Linked DNA regions of Sus scrofa: region 1 is linked to region 2. The links are chromatin contacts, called in public HiChIP or PLAC-seq maps. All regions are on one chromosome and are shown on one strand. The core of a region is the stretch at or near the end of the contact, and the rest is flanking DNA. Distances in the headings are between cores, read along the strand shown. Region 1 overlaps STAT3 (signal transducer and activator of transcription 3). Region 2 overlaps ATP6V0A1 (V-type proton ATPase 116 kDa subunit a).

What was found. HiChIP or PLAC-seq counts read pairs in DNA pulled down with a chosen protein or histone mark.
Region 1: an H3K27ac HiChIP or PLAC-seq map of skeletal muscle shows a contact between it and region 2. The contact joins two enhancer-like sites. A contact is called at or near these places in 1 of 47 Hi-C or Micro-C datasets (epiblast stem cells) and 1 of 2 datasets of contacts at active chromatin or transcription factors (skeletal muscle).

What each region holds. Positions count from the first base shown.
Region 1 is chr12:20,466,009-20,473,196 of Sscrofa11.1, forward strand. It overlaps STAT3 (signal transducer and activator of transcription 3), which reads left to right. Exons shown (of 25, transcript NM_001044580.1): 21 at 122-270; 22 at 273-333; 23 at 3,418-3,460; 24 at 3,768-3,880; 25 at 5,001-5,083. The coding sequence ends at 5,056. Among named protein-coding and RNA genes, the nearest start is that of STAT5A, 29 kb to the right of the region's middle. Within about 2 kb of position 1,718, at least 14 of the 83 cell types and tissues checked have an H3K27ac peak or open chromatin away from gene starts, as enhancers often do. A contact at or near this core is called in skeletal muscle, where this site is marked.
Region 2 is chr12:20,315,274-20,322,664 of Sscrofa11.1, forward strand. It overlaps ATP6V0A1 (V-type proton ATPase 116 kDa subunit a), which reads right to left. Exons shown (of 22, transcript XM_013980945.2): 8 at 6,064-6,146; 9 at 5,191-5,284; 10 at 2,281-2,493; 11 at 1-39. Among named protein-coding and RNA genes, the nearest start is that of ATP6V0A1, 25 kb to the right of the region's middle. Within about 2 kb of position 3,133, at least 2 of the 83 cell types and tissues checked have an H3K27ac peak or open chromatin away from gene starts, as enhancers often do. A contact at or near this core is called in skeletal muscle, where this site is marked.

The DNA.
Region 1 (7,188 bases), core at 468-2,967, 150 kb after region 2:
GGAAAGCTATTCAGGGCCTCAGGCACTAGGTTGGCATAAGTCTGTCCCCCTTGCGGGAAAAAATAAATCCCATAGTTTTCTTGGAGCTCACCTAGTCTTTGCCTCCCATATCCCATGGCAGGTAAGACCCAGATCCAGTCGGTGGAACCGTACACCAAGCAGCAGCTCAACAACATGTCGTTTGCTGAAATCATCATGGGCTATAAGATCATGGATGCTACCAACATCCTCGTGTCTCCGCTGGTCTACCTCTACCCTGACATTCCAAAGGAGAGGCGTTTGGAAAGTATTGTCGGCCAGAGAGCCAGGAGCATCCCGAAGCTGACCCAGGTAGTTGTTGATTTTCCGCAATAGGCATTTCATTCCGGGGAAAAGCAGGAAATGGTAGGATCCTTGGAGGATGGGATGGGTCAATGCCTGAAGAACCTGGTCATCTTTATTCCTCTTTTGGGGAAAGAACTCTGTAGTGAGTGCTTTTGGGGGGTGGCTGATGGCACAGGGAGCCCCATCTAAAGGGGGAGACTGCATGCAACACCCAGGCATTCCTCAGACACTGCCGAGAGGAAGTTCCCATTGTGGCTCAGTGGTAATGAGCCCAGCTAGGATCCACGAGGATGTGGGTTTGATCCCTGGCCTTGCTCAGTGGGTTAAGGATCCAGCGTCAGCATGAGCTGTGGTGTAGTTCGGCAGCTGTAGCTCCAATGTGATCCCTAGCTGGGAAACCTCCATATGCTGCAGGTTCGGGCCTAAAAAAGAAAAAAGAAAACATGGCAGAGAGAATTCGGGGACAGGATTCTTTGGTAACAGGACGCCCAGCCAGTGCAGCGCTTCTTACCTAGCAGAGGCTAGAAGGTTTGCAACTCAGACTTTAGTCTAGTGTGTTTCCTTTTCCCGATCACTGAACAATGTAGGCAGCATCAGGTGGGACAAAGAAAGGCCTTCTGGAGGAAATGAGTGTTAGCAGCCTTGGAACACGGTTTGAGAGCAGAATCTCGGGAGAGGGGTAATTGAAGGGGCAGATGGCAACGGGTGGGAGGGGCATGGAATTGCTACCTTGGACATGCAGCTGTCGAAAATAAGGTTTTCTTAGGGAGGTCCCTGGTGGTCTAGTGGTTCGGACTCAGGGCTTTCACCACTGTGGCTGGGTTCAAGCCCCGGTCTGGGCACTGAGATCCACACCAAGCTGCTGCACGCCATGGCCACGCAAAAGGGGAAATTGGTTTTTTTTTTTTAACGTGCAAGAGCACATTCATGTGCTTGTGTAAGTTATACATAAATGGTTTCACACGTTTAAACCCGTGTGAGCTCTGGCACCATCCTCAGTGTGGAGGGCAGAGCCCTCTAGTCTATTCTCGGTTCTGTTTGGAGCTCAGATCTGGGTTCTCTGTCTGGATCCTGACGAGGAGACGATAATTGGCCATTGTTTTTATTAACTTCTCTTCATCTTCTCTTACCGTGACCCTCGGAGGTTGGCCGTCCCGGCCCTGGCTGCTTTTGAAAAACCTTGGTTTTGTACCAATAGCTCTCACACACACACCCAGCAGCCTCCTTCCCACTTCTTCATGGGCATTCCCTCTGAGGAGCCTCGGGCTGAGCAGAATGAGCCTTGGCGGAGGGAACTGGAGCTAACAGGCGACTGACTCTCTTTTTTCCTTTGTTCTGGGGCCACGTCTCGGTCACAAGGGCACTTCCCGTCTGCCGCTTATCTCGCCTTGCACGCTGCGCTTCGGTTGGGAGATCTGTTTATCAGCCCCTGTCACCCTGCCCTGTGCCTTCTGCGGAAGGCACTTGGGTCCACGTGCTGGTCCTCGGACTGACGTGGCTTTCAGGGCCCACGCTCCCGGTCTGAGGCTGCGCCCCCCCATTCGTGGCCACCCCTCCTGTGTGACTGGGAGGCAAGGCCCTTTCCTGCCTGGACGCATCAGTGTTTCCTCGGGGCCGAGGCCGCCCTCAGGGCCCGGGGTGTGGTGTGAGGTGTGAGGTGTGGGGTCCTCCAGGGCTGAGCGTGCAACCCCTTCCTCGGGTTCCATCGTGGAGGTTTGAGCGTCTCTAGAAGGTGGATTATCTTCCCAGGACTCTTCCCTCCTCTTCACTCAGTATTTCCTCATGGCTTGAGGGAGAGAGTCCCCAAGAGAAATGACACATCCCTTATCTTACAAATTAGATAAAGGACATTTACGACCTGGTACGGAGCCATAAAGCAGCTTTTTCGTCTTCGTTCTCCTTTGCTTCTCCATCTTCGTTCTCCTTTGCTTCTCCCTTGGCAGCTCAGGCCAAAGCTGTTTTGTCTCAGCACCATTGCTCACTGGGGGAATTAAAACCTTTTCTGTCTTGGGCCCCTCCGTCCTGGGCCCAAGTGGATTTATAAGACACCAGAACCCTGCCTCAGTAGCTTCTTTGGATTTTGTACTGAGTTAATCTGTTTCTTGGCCAAAAATAAACACAGACGGCGGTCTCAGGGCCCCTTGGCGACGCTTTTTCTCAGGCTGTCGTACTTTCTGATCCCTCAGCCTCCCAGTAAGCCCCAAGCTTGATAACCGTGCTTCTCTCAGCCCACCCCACCCCGCCACCTGCCTGCTAAGTCCCATGTTCCCCCAAAGCCTCCCAGTCCCATGCCACTGTCTCCAGGGTTCCTTGAGCTCTTAGCATCAGCATTTAGCCCTTAATTTCACTTGTTTCAGTCCTCACATTTCTAACTCTCCTGTGAATAAGGATACTAAATGGCAGAGATGGGCTTCTCCCTCCTACACATGAGAGAGGAAGGGCCTTGCCGAGACCCCTTAGCCGCTGAAGAGAGAATGAGGCCTGGGCCTCCTGTCTGCCAGACCAGAGCCGATTGCTCCACGCGACAGCCTCCCTGTGGAGGGGCTCTTCTGGGTGATGCAGTTGTCCAGCAGGGGCCTTTCTAATCCCCTCACCTGACAATGCCATAGGGACAGACAAGTCCTGAAAGGAACAGAAACTGTCGTCGCCCCCCCCCCCCACCTCCCCCAGCTTCGGCACTGCATTAACCCTTTCCACCTGCTCTTCACCGCTGCGGTACCTGAGCAAGACATGGTGCCCCGACGACGTGGGCTCAGCCCTGCATGAGGAGAAGTTATCTAAGAGATACAGCCAGGCCAGAACCTAATCCTCAGACCACACGCAAGCAGTTAAACTCTTTACCTGAGCTGAGGGAGGGAGGAACACCCGGCCGCCCCTCCTCTGGGCTCGGGGACAAGGTGCCAAAGCGTCTGGGACATCAAAGCGTGTACAGGGAGGGCGGGCAGGTGAGCTTCCTCCGAGGGAAATGGGAGTTCCAGACAATCTCTGGTCCAGGATGGAGTGAGTTTCAGGTCAGCATTGGGGAAAGGCTTCCTCCTGCCCGGGACCCAGGGTGGAGTCAGAATCAGTGAGCCTGAGTTTTCTCCTTCCCAGGTGCTGCCCCATACCTGAAGACCAAGTTCATCTGTGTGACACCGTAAGTGGCTTCTCTTCCTGATTTTGCCTTCATTTCTAACGTCCTCAATTACCCCTGGGAACAGGCCACTGGGTGAGAGAACTCTGGTGAGGGGTTGGAACCCTCGGAGCTATGGTCGGTATTCAAAGTGACCTGGTGTGTTTAAAAAGCTTGAGCTTGTATTTTTTTTGTTTTTTTTTTGTTTTTCTTTTGGAGACCAGAGTTTGATGAGCTTGTGTGTGTGTGTTCTGTTCTTCTTTTTTTTTTTCCTCCATTGTGTCTTGTCAACCCGGCCCTTTCCGCTCCTACTGCTCCCCGTTTCCTACAGAACGACCTGCAGCAATACCATTGACCTGCCGATGTCCCCCCGCACTTTAGATTCATTGATGCAGTTTGGAAATAATGGTGAAGGTGCTGAGCCCTCAGCAGGAGGGCAGTTTGGTGAGTATCCACTTGTCCCTGTGATGCTCCCGCTTACAGAGCCGAGCTGGGCACCTGGATTGGGAGCAGGTGTTTCAAGCAGCGCTTTCCCATAGAAACGGCACGCATGCCCCCTGCGGGTGTCCATTTCCTAGTAGCTGCGTTAAAAACAGTAAAAAGGAACAGGTGAGGTTCATTTTAAGAATGTATTTTCTGTAGCCCAGTAAATCCAAAATAGTAGTAGCACTTCCACATATTCCAAAAAAATGACGTTTTTCCTTTTTTTTTTTTTTTGCTTTTTAGGACCACACCTGCGGCATATGGAAGTTCCCAGGCTAGGAGTCTGAATCGGAGCTACAGCTGCCAGCCTACACCACAGCTCACAGCAACGCCAGATCCTTAACCACTGAGCAAGCCCAGGGATCGAACCCACATCCTCATGGATACTTGTCGGGTTTGTAACCCACTGAGCCACAATAGGAACTCCCTGAATGAGGGTTTTTTATTTTTTGTCTTTTGTCATTTTAGGGCCGCACCTGGGGCATGTGGCGGTTCCCAGGCCAGGGGTCTAATCGGAGCTGCAGCCTCCAGCCTGTGACACAGCCACAGCAACACAGAATCCAAGCCATGTCTTCGACCTACACCACAGCTCACGGCAATGCCAGAACCTTAACCCACGGAGCGAGGCCAGGGATCGAACGCTCAACCTCATGGTTTCTAGTCAGATTCGTTTCCGCTGTGCCACTACGGGAACTCCTTTTTTTTTTTTTTTTTTCCTCACTAAGCCTTTGAAACCCACTGGGTGTTTTACAGCCACCGCCCCTCTCAGTTTGGACTGGTCACATCTCAGGTGGCTCCAGGCTGCTGCATTCCACAGGGCAGCCTTAGATCTTCTGTAAACATGGAGAGTTGGGAATGAATTAAGGTAGGAAGGAGGCTGAGAGCCCTCCCACAGTGCTGTAGGAGGAGAGTGAATCTGGATTCTCTGAGCTCCTCTTGAGCACAAGGGGCCAGAGACTGGATGGCAGGGGCGGCCTGAGCCTCTGTCCCCACCCCCACCCCCCACAAGGCCAGGGGTGCGCGCCCTGCCAGCCGTCGGGCTCAGGCGACTGAACCAGCTCTCCCTGTGTGTCCCCCGCAGAGTCCCTCACCTTCGACATGGAGCTGAACTCGGAGTGCGCTACCTCCCCCATGTGAGGAGCCGAGGACAGGAGCTGCAGAGAGCGATGACAAGGCACCTCCCCGCGGTCCACCACCCCTTAAACAGCCCCACCCCAGATCAACTCAACTCCCAACTTTGTGGTTCCAGATTTTCTTTTTTTCTGTCTCCTACTTTGGCTATCTTTGAGCAATCTGGGCACTTTTTAAAATAGAGAAAGGAGTGAATGTGGGTGATACGCTTTTATCTAAATGCAAATAAGGATGCGCTCTCTGAGACTGTGATCAGGGGAGGTGGAAGGGGTGGTGAGAGGAAGAAAGAGGAAATGTCTTTTTTGTCCCCCCCTCCCTTCTCAGCAGCTTGTTGTTGTTGTTGTCAGACAAGTGCCTCCGGTGCCAGCGGCATCCCTCTGCCCCTTTCTGTAAGCTAATGCCACAGGCTGCCTCTCGCTACATCCTCCTGGCATTGCACTTTTATCCTTGCTAATGTCCAAATAGAAGATAGGACTTTTAAAGCCCCTAAGTTTCTTTTTAAACTGATACAAAAATTTTTTTTTAAAGGGCAAAAAAAACACTGCATCGGCGTAGCATTTTCTATATTTAAGAAAACTCAGTTAGTAGCCTCCTTGGTGCTTTAGCCATTCAGCTTTCTTCAGGCTGATAATTTATATAAACTTCGACATGAGCTTCAGGTCCAATCCTTAAAAAGACATCTGAAGATGTGGCTTAGCATTTGGTTTTGAGATAGGAAGGTTGAAGGAGACCCTAAACGTTCTAGACTTTTTACGAACCAGGTTTTTATTTTTCCCTTTAACGTGTTGGCCTATTAGTAGGTGAGGCTGGGCAGAGGGGCCCTTTCTCCCTGGACTTTGCTCCTGTCTCCGAGCCTGGGTGGCTTCTGTGGGTGCCTTACAAGGGACAGATGATTCTCCCTGCCCCTCCCCAACCCCCTCTTGTGGCATGGCTTCTTCTAGTGTCTAAAGGTCCCTTGTCCCGTTTGCTTTAGGCATCCTGGTCTCAGGACCTTCTGGAAAAAGAGGGAGAGAGTTACAGGTTGAAGACGACTCCAACTATGGGGCCCCAGTCAAGGGTCTAGTTGAGCTCAGGGAATATGGTTCTTGTTCCAGTTTCTTGGCGATTTTCAGAGGCACCTGTAATCACTTCTTCACTTGGTTAACCCAGGGGGCAAAGGCTTAGTGATAAACCTCGGGTGAGGGAGTGGGCACCCCAGCCTCCCTGCAGCGCTGGTGACTATCTCTCCTCTACCCCCCGCCCCAGGGCCCCAAGATGAGGCAGAACAACTCGCATTTACTGTGCATCTCAGAACACTTAGTAGCATGCAAGGTGGTCTCTGACATGGGGCTTCCTCAGACCCAAAGGCATGGCTAGATGTGGGTGGTCCAAGACCGCCTTGTCTCAGTTGACCAGAGTTTCTAGGGAATTCTACTCATGACACCCAAATTCGCCAGTTTTTGAAAGAAGGGGGTGAGACCCTCTAAGACAAACAGGGGTTGATAAGTAGTGGGGAGCAGTCCCCCTCCCTGCAACACTCTCTAGGTTGTAATAAGCTTAACTTCAGGGACCTGGGGAAGGATCTGGGCTTCGCTGGAGTAGAAATTGTAAAACCCTGTGGCTTTTAGGTAGCATGTGTATCTGGTTTTGAACCCTGATTGTAGCAAAAGCCCAGAGAGGAGCTGTTCTGGCCCCTCCCTCAAAGAACCCAGTCCTCCAGGACCTGCCTGCTTTCTCTCCACCGTCTCCCTGCGGACCCCTGCCCAGCCGAGGGATTCCCGTGGACGGCGGAACCTCCCCACACGGTGGTTTGTGAGACGCTGTCCTGGCCACTGCATTCAAATTCCAATGTATACTTACTTAATAGTGTAAAAATTTATATTATTGTGGGTTTTTGGTTTTTTTTGTATATTGCTGTATCTAACTTCCAGAAATAAAAGTTATATAGCAACTGTCTGATAGTGCAGCGGCTTCGCCTCTGCTGGGGTGGGGGATGGGGGGGTCCCCTCTTCAGTACTGAGGGGGCCTCACAGACTGAGCCTGGGGCTTGAGGGCAGGTGGTCGCCCCCTTTCCCAGGCGGTGGCCTTAGCTCTCAAGCCCGAGGTGACAGACCCACCGCTGGGGCACCGAGCTCCCCTCATCTTATGTTAGCCTCCAG
Region 2 (7,391 bases), core at 1,883-4,382:
CCTGTTCAGAATGGAGGGCACGGTGGAACCACTGTGTTCCTGGGAGACATGAAGCACATGTATCAGAACTGGTCATCCTCCTAATTGCAGTGGTGGTTACCCATGAGTATATATTTATCAAAGCCCATCAAACAGCACACATAAACTATGAATATTTTCTTTCATGCAAACTATATTGCAATCTTTCCAGGCTTTGGGGAAACTGGAACTAGCTCTAAAATTTACAATGAAAGATTTAAATTAAGTCTCAGAAAGAATATTCTTACTATGAGAAAAAAAAGAATTTTACAACATGTAACCTTCACTGGAGACAGCCTTACCTGCCTGTCCACAAGTATCACTGTTCTTACCTCCTTTCACGGAAAAAGCGAAGTTATTCCTGACTTTCCTCCTTCACCACCTATTCTTAATTTCCTAATCCCTAAGCACGCTTGGTCAAAGTAGCTGACTCATCACCAGATCCAAAGGTCTTTTCTCTTACATGCAAGCCCCTGACACTGAAGATCTTCCTCTTCTGCCCACTAACCATGCCTTTCCTGTCTCTCTGCTGGCTCTTCCTCCCCTGTCTGTAACACTGTAGAGCCCCGGAGGTTCTATTATTAGCCCCTTATTTTCTCTCTGGAAGGGTCTCATTCCCTTCCAACCTCATGGAGTCCTTCCTTTTGAGAACCTATCCCACTTTCAGCTTGACATTTCCATGTGGATTTCTGTCCAGCCCCCTCAATGTTATTAAAACTGAACTTACCATCTTCCCTCTATCAATAAGTTCCTCTTGCTGAACTTTCACTTCCAATAGTGGAACCTTATTCTACCAGCCACTCAGCTTTGATGCTTCAGAAATATTTTTACTTTTCTCTCCTTGTATTTCTCCTGCACAAGTACCAAGTACACCTGTTGATACTTCCTTCAGAATGTCTCACAAACTCATCTTTATCTGCTTTTCCCACTGCCACATCTTACCACAGGGGTCATTATCACTACTCTGTGTTGACAATAACCTCCTAACTGACCCCTCACCTCTAGACTCTCTCTACTCCAATCCAACCCAGATACTGTCAATGAATTACTCTTTTAAAACTGCTTCTATCATGTCTTTTCACAGCTAATTAATTTCCACTGCCCCTCCACTTCCTCTGGGGTAAAATTTAAACCCACTAACCTGGTATTAAAAACCCTTCACAATTAGGTTCCAGTTTACCCAACCCAGGTTTACCTTCTGCTCTTTTAGCTCACCTGTTACAATTTCTGTTTTGGCCCAGCCACACATGTTGTACTGTACTTTCTGCCTTTGTCCCTGATTCTTTTTTGGTGGTGGTGGTGGTTGGAGGAGGCATGCCCGCAGCATGTGAAAGTTCCTAGGCCAGGTATCAAACCTATACCATGGCAGTAACCTGAGCCACTGTGGTGACAATGCCAGATCCTTAACTGCTGAGCCACCAGGGAACTCCAATACTGTTTTCTTCATCGTTGCCAATAATATCTTACCTATTCTTCAAAGGCCTCAGTAAATGTCACCTTTTAAAGCTTTTTCTAATCATTCTAGTTGGAAAAGCTAGCACCTTCCTTCCCTCCACAGACAAATGACTCTCCTGTATGTTCACACATCAGTCCCTCCAAGATATGTGAGGGCTTATTTTTTACATCTCTACACCTCTTGGCTCCTTGACTATGCCTAGGACAGGGTGCAAGCTCTAATTAAGTACTAACTGGAACTGTGAGGGTTATGCTATGGAACTAGTCTAATGGACAGAGAAAGTGGTTCGGGAAATTCATGATTCTGGTCATGAGCTAGCCTAAAGGGTCATGGATATGATCAAATGATTTAATCTTTTATTTTTTTTTTTTGTCTTTTTGCCTTTTCTAGGGCTGCTTCCCGCGGCATATGGAGGTTCCCAGGCTAGGGGTCTAATTAGAGCTGTAGCCGCTGGCCTACACCACAGCCACAGCAACACGGGATCCGAGCCGCGTCTTTGACCTACGCCACAGCTCACAGCAACGCTGGAACCTTAACCCACTGAGCAAGGCCAGGGATCGAACCTGCAACCTTAAGGTTCCTAGTCGGATTCATTAACCACTGTGCCACGACAGGAACTCCATTTAATCTTTTTTGAATTGCAATTTCTACATTTGGAAAATAAGGGTACATGAAATATACTGCCAGGATACAAGATGAGTATATCAAAGAATGCTGAGACTAAAAATGTCACAAAGATGTAACTGATCAATAGGAACCTCTCTCTTCCTGGCTGCAGGCTGCACTACTAGCTGTGGGGGACTCACCGTGCCCCTTCTGAGTGCAAACTGGATGGAGTCAAGGTCAGTGACAGGGCACCAGACCTCCGCAATCAAGCACTTCTGGGTCACGTCTATGTTGCACAGGTTCAAAGTATGGTAGATGGCCTTCATCTTCCGCACCTTGATGAACCAGACTCGGATGTTCTTAGCAGCCGCCTGCAGGACCCTCTGGCGGTGATCCTCTGTTTGATTCAGAACCTTTTGGGAGAGAAAGGAGCAAGAGAGGGATCCTACCAATATCCTTAGATTTAGGATATGAAGAGCAAAGAGGCACAGCTTTCTGAGAAAGGTTGCTGGCAATCTGGTTTTTTTCCTTCTTCAGGCTAGAATGGCTTTTGTTTTATTTTGTTTTTAAAGAAATTAGAGTTCCAATTACTAACATTTTTATTTAGCTTCGAGCTAAAGAGAAATCTGAGAAAACAGTTTTAGCTTTTCTCTCTACAGTTAATCTCACCAAATCCATGGCAAAACAGCGTAGGTCACTGGCTTTTATCTGGATCATTAAAGAGCCACGACTTTCCACGTGGAGCCTGTGACTGAGACTGGAAGACGTCAGCTTCACAGCCCCAGGAGCAGACCAAGGTGTCAAATCCATACTTAAGAACAGCAAGCTGCAGAAGGCCCTGCACATAAGCCAGCATCAGGGCACATGGGACAGAGGCACTGCTGACTGCCATTGCTGCCTATGCCAAGACAGACTCTGTGCCAGGGAGGAGGAGAAGACGCAGACACCTCGGCCTTTAGAAGGCATTTCCACTGTCACATACCACTGACAGCATGGAGCTGATCAGGCTTTATTTTCCGGTCAGGCTTCTTGGAGGGAAAGAGTTTCACAGCTGGTCCTTTGGAAATGGTAGAGAATTCCCCTGGAGGAATCACCTGGCCAAGGCCAGAATGGGAGGAAGGGCAGGGACACTTTCCATTCTACTGCCTCATTTATCACCAAACGTTTAACATCTGTCTAGAGCCGAAGGGGAGCGAAGTCAAAATTGGGCAAGCAACCCACCACTCACATTTCTGCCCGAGAATCTATCTTAAATCTCCACATTTGTCTGAGGAGGAATAAAATGACGTATTAATCATTTTGGCACAAGTCTCCATCACAGCTGACTTTTCAAGTCAGTCTAGGAAAAAAGTAGTAACTGCTCCCTGAGAAACTGTCTTGGGCAGTAGAAAGTAACTTCCACAAGAGGTTTACAAAAAAAAGAACAAAGGTACTTTCTCTCCTTCTGGCTGTTGACAATTTCACAATTATTATTTAAACTTCTGAAAGGATACTACATAAACTTGCAAGCAATGTTTCATTTGCTTTTCTTTTTCCCTATCCCCTACCCCCACACCTCACTACTTGATACTCAAGCTCTTTTTATTTTTTTTAATATAATGATTTTTATTTTTTTTTCCATCATAGCTGGTTTAAAGCTCTTTTTAAATTTTAGTTCATACAGTTGGGTGTTTTAAAAAGTAAAATTCTAGTCATTTATAATTATATTGCATTATTATTTTTTTTTAATGACTGCACTCATGGCATACAGAAGTTTCTGGGCCAGGAATTGAATCTGAGCTACAGCTGCAACCTACACCGCAGCTGTGGCAACCCTGAATCCTTTAACCCATTGAGCTGGGCTGGGGATTGAACCCACACCTCTGCAGCAAGTCGAGCTGCTGCAGTCAGATTCTTAGCCCACTATGCCACAGTGGGAACTCCTGCACATGCTCTTTAAAATCTACCACAAGCCTACCTCCTAAGAACGGAGAGAATAGCCCTAGAACACAGACTGTACTAATACGGCTTACTGCCGAATAGCAGTTCTTTTTTTTTTTTTTTTTTTTTTTTGTCTTTTGTTGTTGTTGCTATTTCTTGGGCCGCTCCCGCGGCATATGGAGGTTCCCAGGCTAGGGGTTGAATCGGAGCTGTAGCCACTGCCCTACGCCAGAGCCACAGCAACACGGGATCCGAGCCGCGTCTGTAACCTACACCACAGCTCACGGCAACACCGGATGGTTAACCCACTGAGCAAGGGCAGGGACCGAACCCGCAACCTCATGGTTCCTAGTCGGATTCATTAACCACTGCGCCACGACGGGAACTCCCGAATAGCAGTTCTTAAAACATTCTCTTCCTTTGGTTAAACAGTTATGTGCATCTGAAAGGAGCTGGCAATACATCAAGTTGGTGGGTCATATATACAACAGCGTTGGAGGGAAAGATGAGAAAAGATGTTGAAATGGGAGTTACAACATATCTCTGACAATTCTGCCACTGCTGAGAAGAACTGCCTTTGGGATTAAGTATGTTTATCAATGTTTAAGGGGGCAATCACCACACTCTAATGACAGGGAACAAGGCTCCAACTGGGTACCCTCTTCCTTACGTGAATGCAAATGTCATGACTCCTTCCTTAGAGCCCTGTGACAACCCACGGTGTGTGCAAACCACACACACTGCGATTTGGTAAAAATCTAACGAAGTCTCTTCTAGGGTACAAGAGTTACACCAGGACTCTGTGGTTCAGATCCATGGTGACCAGAAAGGTACATACCAAGCTGTTAAGAGTGGCTGCCTCTGGAGGCAGAGTTTGAGTGTGAGAGGCAGAACTGACTTTATACGTACTTCTGTATTATTTGATTTACTTTCTTAACTAAGTTTACTTTGTTAGATTCATGAGGAGGGGACTTCATACGCACAGCACCCCTGTCTTATTTGAAGATGACTAACGCCATTGTCAAGTCATCCCCCATTGAAGCTGGGGAAAAGTTTCAGCGAATGACTTAACAGCAAAATAAAAGTATCCTGAGCTGCTGCAGGTGCTAATAAGTTAATTGTTAGTGTCTCAGGGTTGTCTTCTGTAACAGCATTTTACAAAAACAAATCCCCTCCAGGCCTCTGTGTACCATTTGGAGATCGTCAATCCTGGTATTAACTCCAGAAGCCATTTCCTTCCTCTCCTGTGGCGTCTCAGGACAGGGATAGAGTGAGGCCCGGAACCTGGAATGTACAGACAAGCCTAAGGAACAATGGAATTTCTGAACCTGGCCAATTTTAACAGTCTCAGAAAGTAATCCTAACTTACTAGAAGGACCAAAACAGGATTAGTTCAAACTGATGCACTGATCAATAATAACTATTTATGGGAAGGAGTCTAGAGACAGAGCAACAACATCTGAACTCTCTTGACATTCTCATAGCTTTTTTTTTTTTTTTTTTTTTTTTTTTTTTTGCCTTTTTGCCTTTTTGGCTATGCCCACGGCATGCAGAAATTCCAGAGCCAGGCAGTGAGCCACAGCAGGGACCCAAGCCACAACAGTGATAACCCTGGGTCTTTACCCCAGTGAGCCACAAGGAACTCCTCTCTGTAGCTTTTAAACTCCTTTAAAGAAAGAAAGAAAAAGTGATACAAATTACATTATAAATTGCTAGAGAAAAAAGGCACAGAAAAAAGATCTTGTGGGCAAAATTTCAGAAAAGTTAAGGGCATGGTGCCTATGATACACGGCTAGGTATGCAGACCCATTGTCCCAGAACAATGTAGAATTTGTAAACCATGAGTCTTAATTTCTTTTTTCCAAGGAAAGGAAACTGATTTTGATGGTCTTTTTAAAAAATAAACTTGGGCCATTTCTAATTGTTTAAAATAACATTAACGTCATTAAAAGATACATTCACCATGTCGAGAGGTAGACTAATAGGCTTTGTGCTTCACCATTCTATAGGCTTAATAGTTAGGTAGCAAGGCTGCACCCTTGGGGGAGGCATGATTTTCTTACCCCTCACAGATTTTCTTGACTCTGTTTTTCAGCTGATCGCCTTGGAAGAAAATGATGAACACAGACTTGTGCACGTAGTCTCCCTAGGCCCCAAACCAAAAACCGAGAAATCAGACGTGATCCAGAAGAACACTTCTTCAATAACTTACTTTCTTGGTGATAAAGAAACAACTGGAATCCTTTAAGGACATGGCAACCCTGTACCTTAACTATTATCCTCAATCCACTTCTGAAGCTCCAATACACGAACATTTGCCCTGTAATGTCTAGTTCACAAAAGTCTTTCTGGTCTTGTCTTTAGACTCAACCAGAAGTCTGCCTGACACAGATGCTAAGATGATTCTCTTCTTAGTAGAATTTAGTCCTACTTATCGGTTCAACTTTAGATCTTATATTGCCTAAATAACATGAGGACAGAGAAGAGGAAAGAGAGGAAGCCATTCCTTCTTGTTCCCATGCTGGACACTCCAGACAGAGGGGACTGAATAACTACAAGGAACTGAGTAGCTGGGAAGGAGGAACGCTGATGTAGGATCTCATGATCTGTGCTAATTTAGACCTTAGGGGGCAGAGAGGAAGGTGTTCCATTCCAAACGCCAAGTTTACACCTGAGGTATGATGCAAGGACTAGTAGGAAAGATCAGGGAAATAAGCTGTACTGGGTGTTAACCGGGACTGTCTCTGGTTGCATTTTCTCCTATAGAGTTTTTAATAACAGGAAAACAAAACTTTGGAAGGATGAAGAGGGGTGAAGAAAGTACGGCTCAGGACTCTTAAATCCCTAAGTTCTCTAGGAATAAACTAGAATACATTCTTTGTGCAGCTGCCCTGTTGCAGATAGCCAGATACTCTCTTTCCTCAATTTGTTTCTGTTGCCCAGATAAAATAACATTTCTGTTGCCCAGGAACCTGGCTAATTATTCCTGAGAACAGCTCCACACTAGGTGTGACTGCTGACTGCAATGTCTCCACGACCAGGACAGCCTTCAGTAAGACTATATAACACTGCCCCTCGGGTAAGGAGACTCACTGTAACCCAAGTGTCACCACACTCCTCCTCAGTGCCGAGGGTAAAATCCATTTACCAGGATTATTCACATGACCCACCCACTCTGAGATGTCTCATAACTCAATCTCTCTTCTTAGGTTGAAAAAAGAATACTAATTTAAGACACCCAAAAGATAACTGAGAACATTAAAAACCAACTCTAGACTTCTAAATAAGACTAATAAAAAGGTGAAGTAAATTTTTGGCAGAACATTTAATCTTCTTTGCTTGTCATCCGCGAAATCAGGACTCACCATACTAAATGTAAGTTTAGATTAAG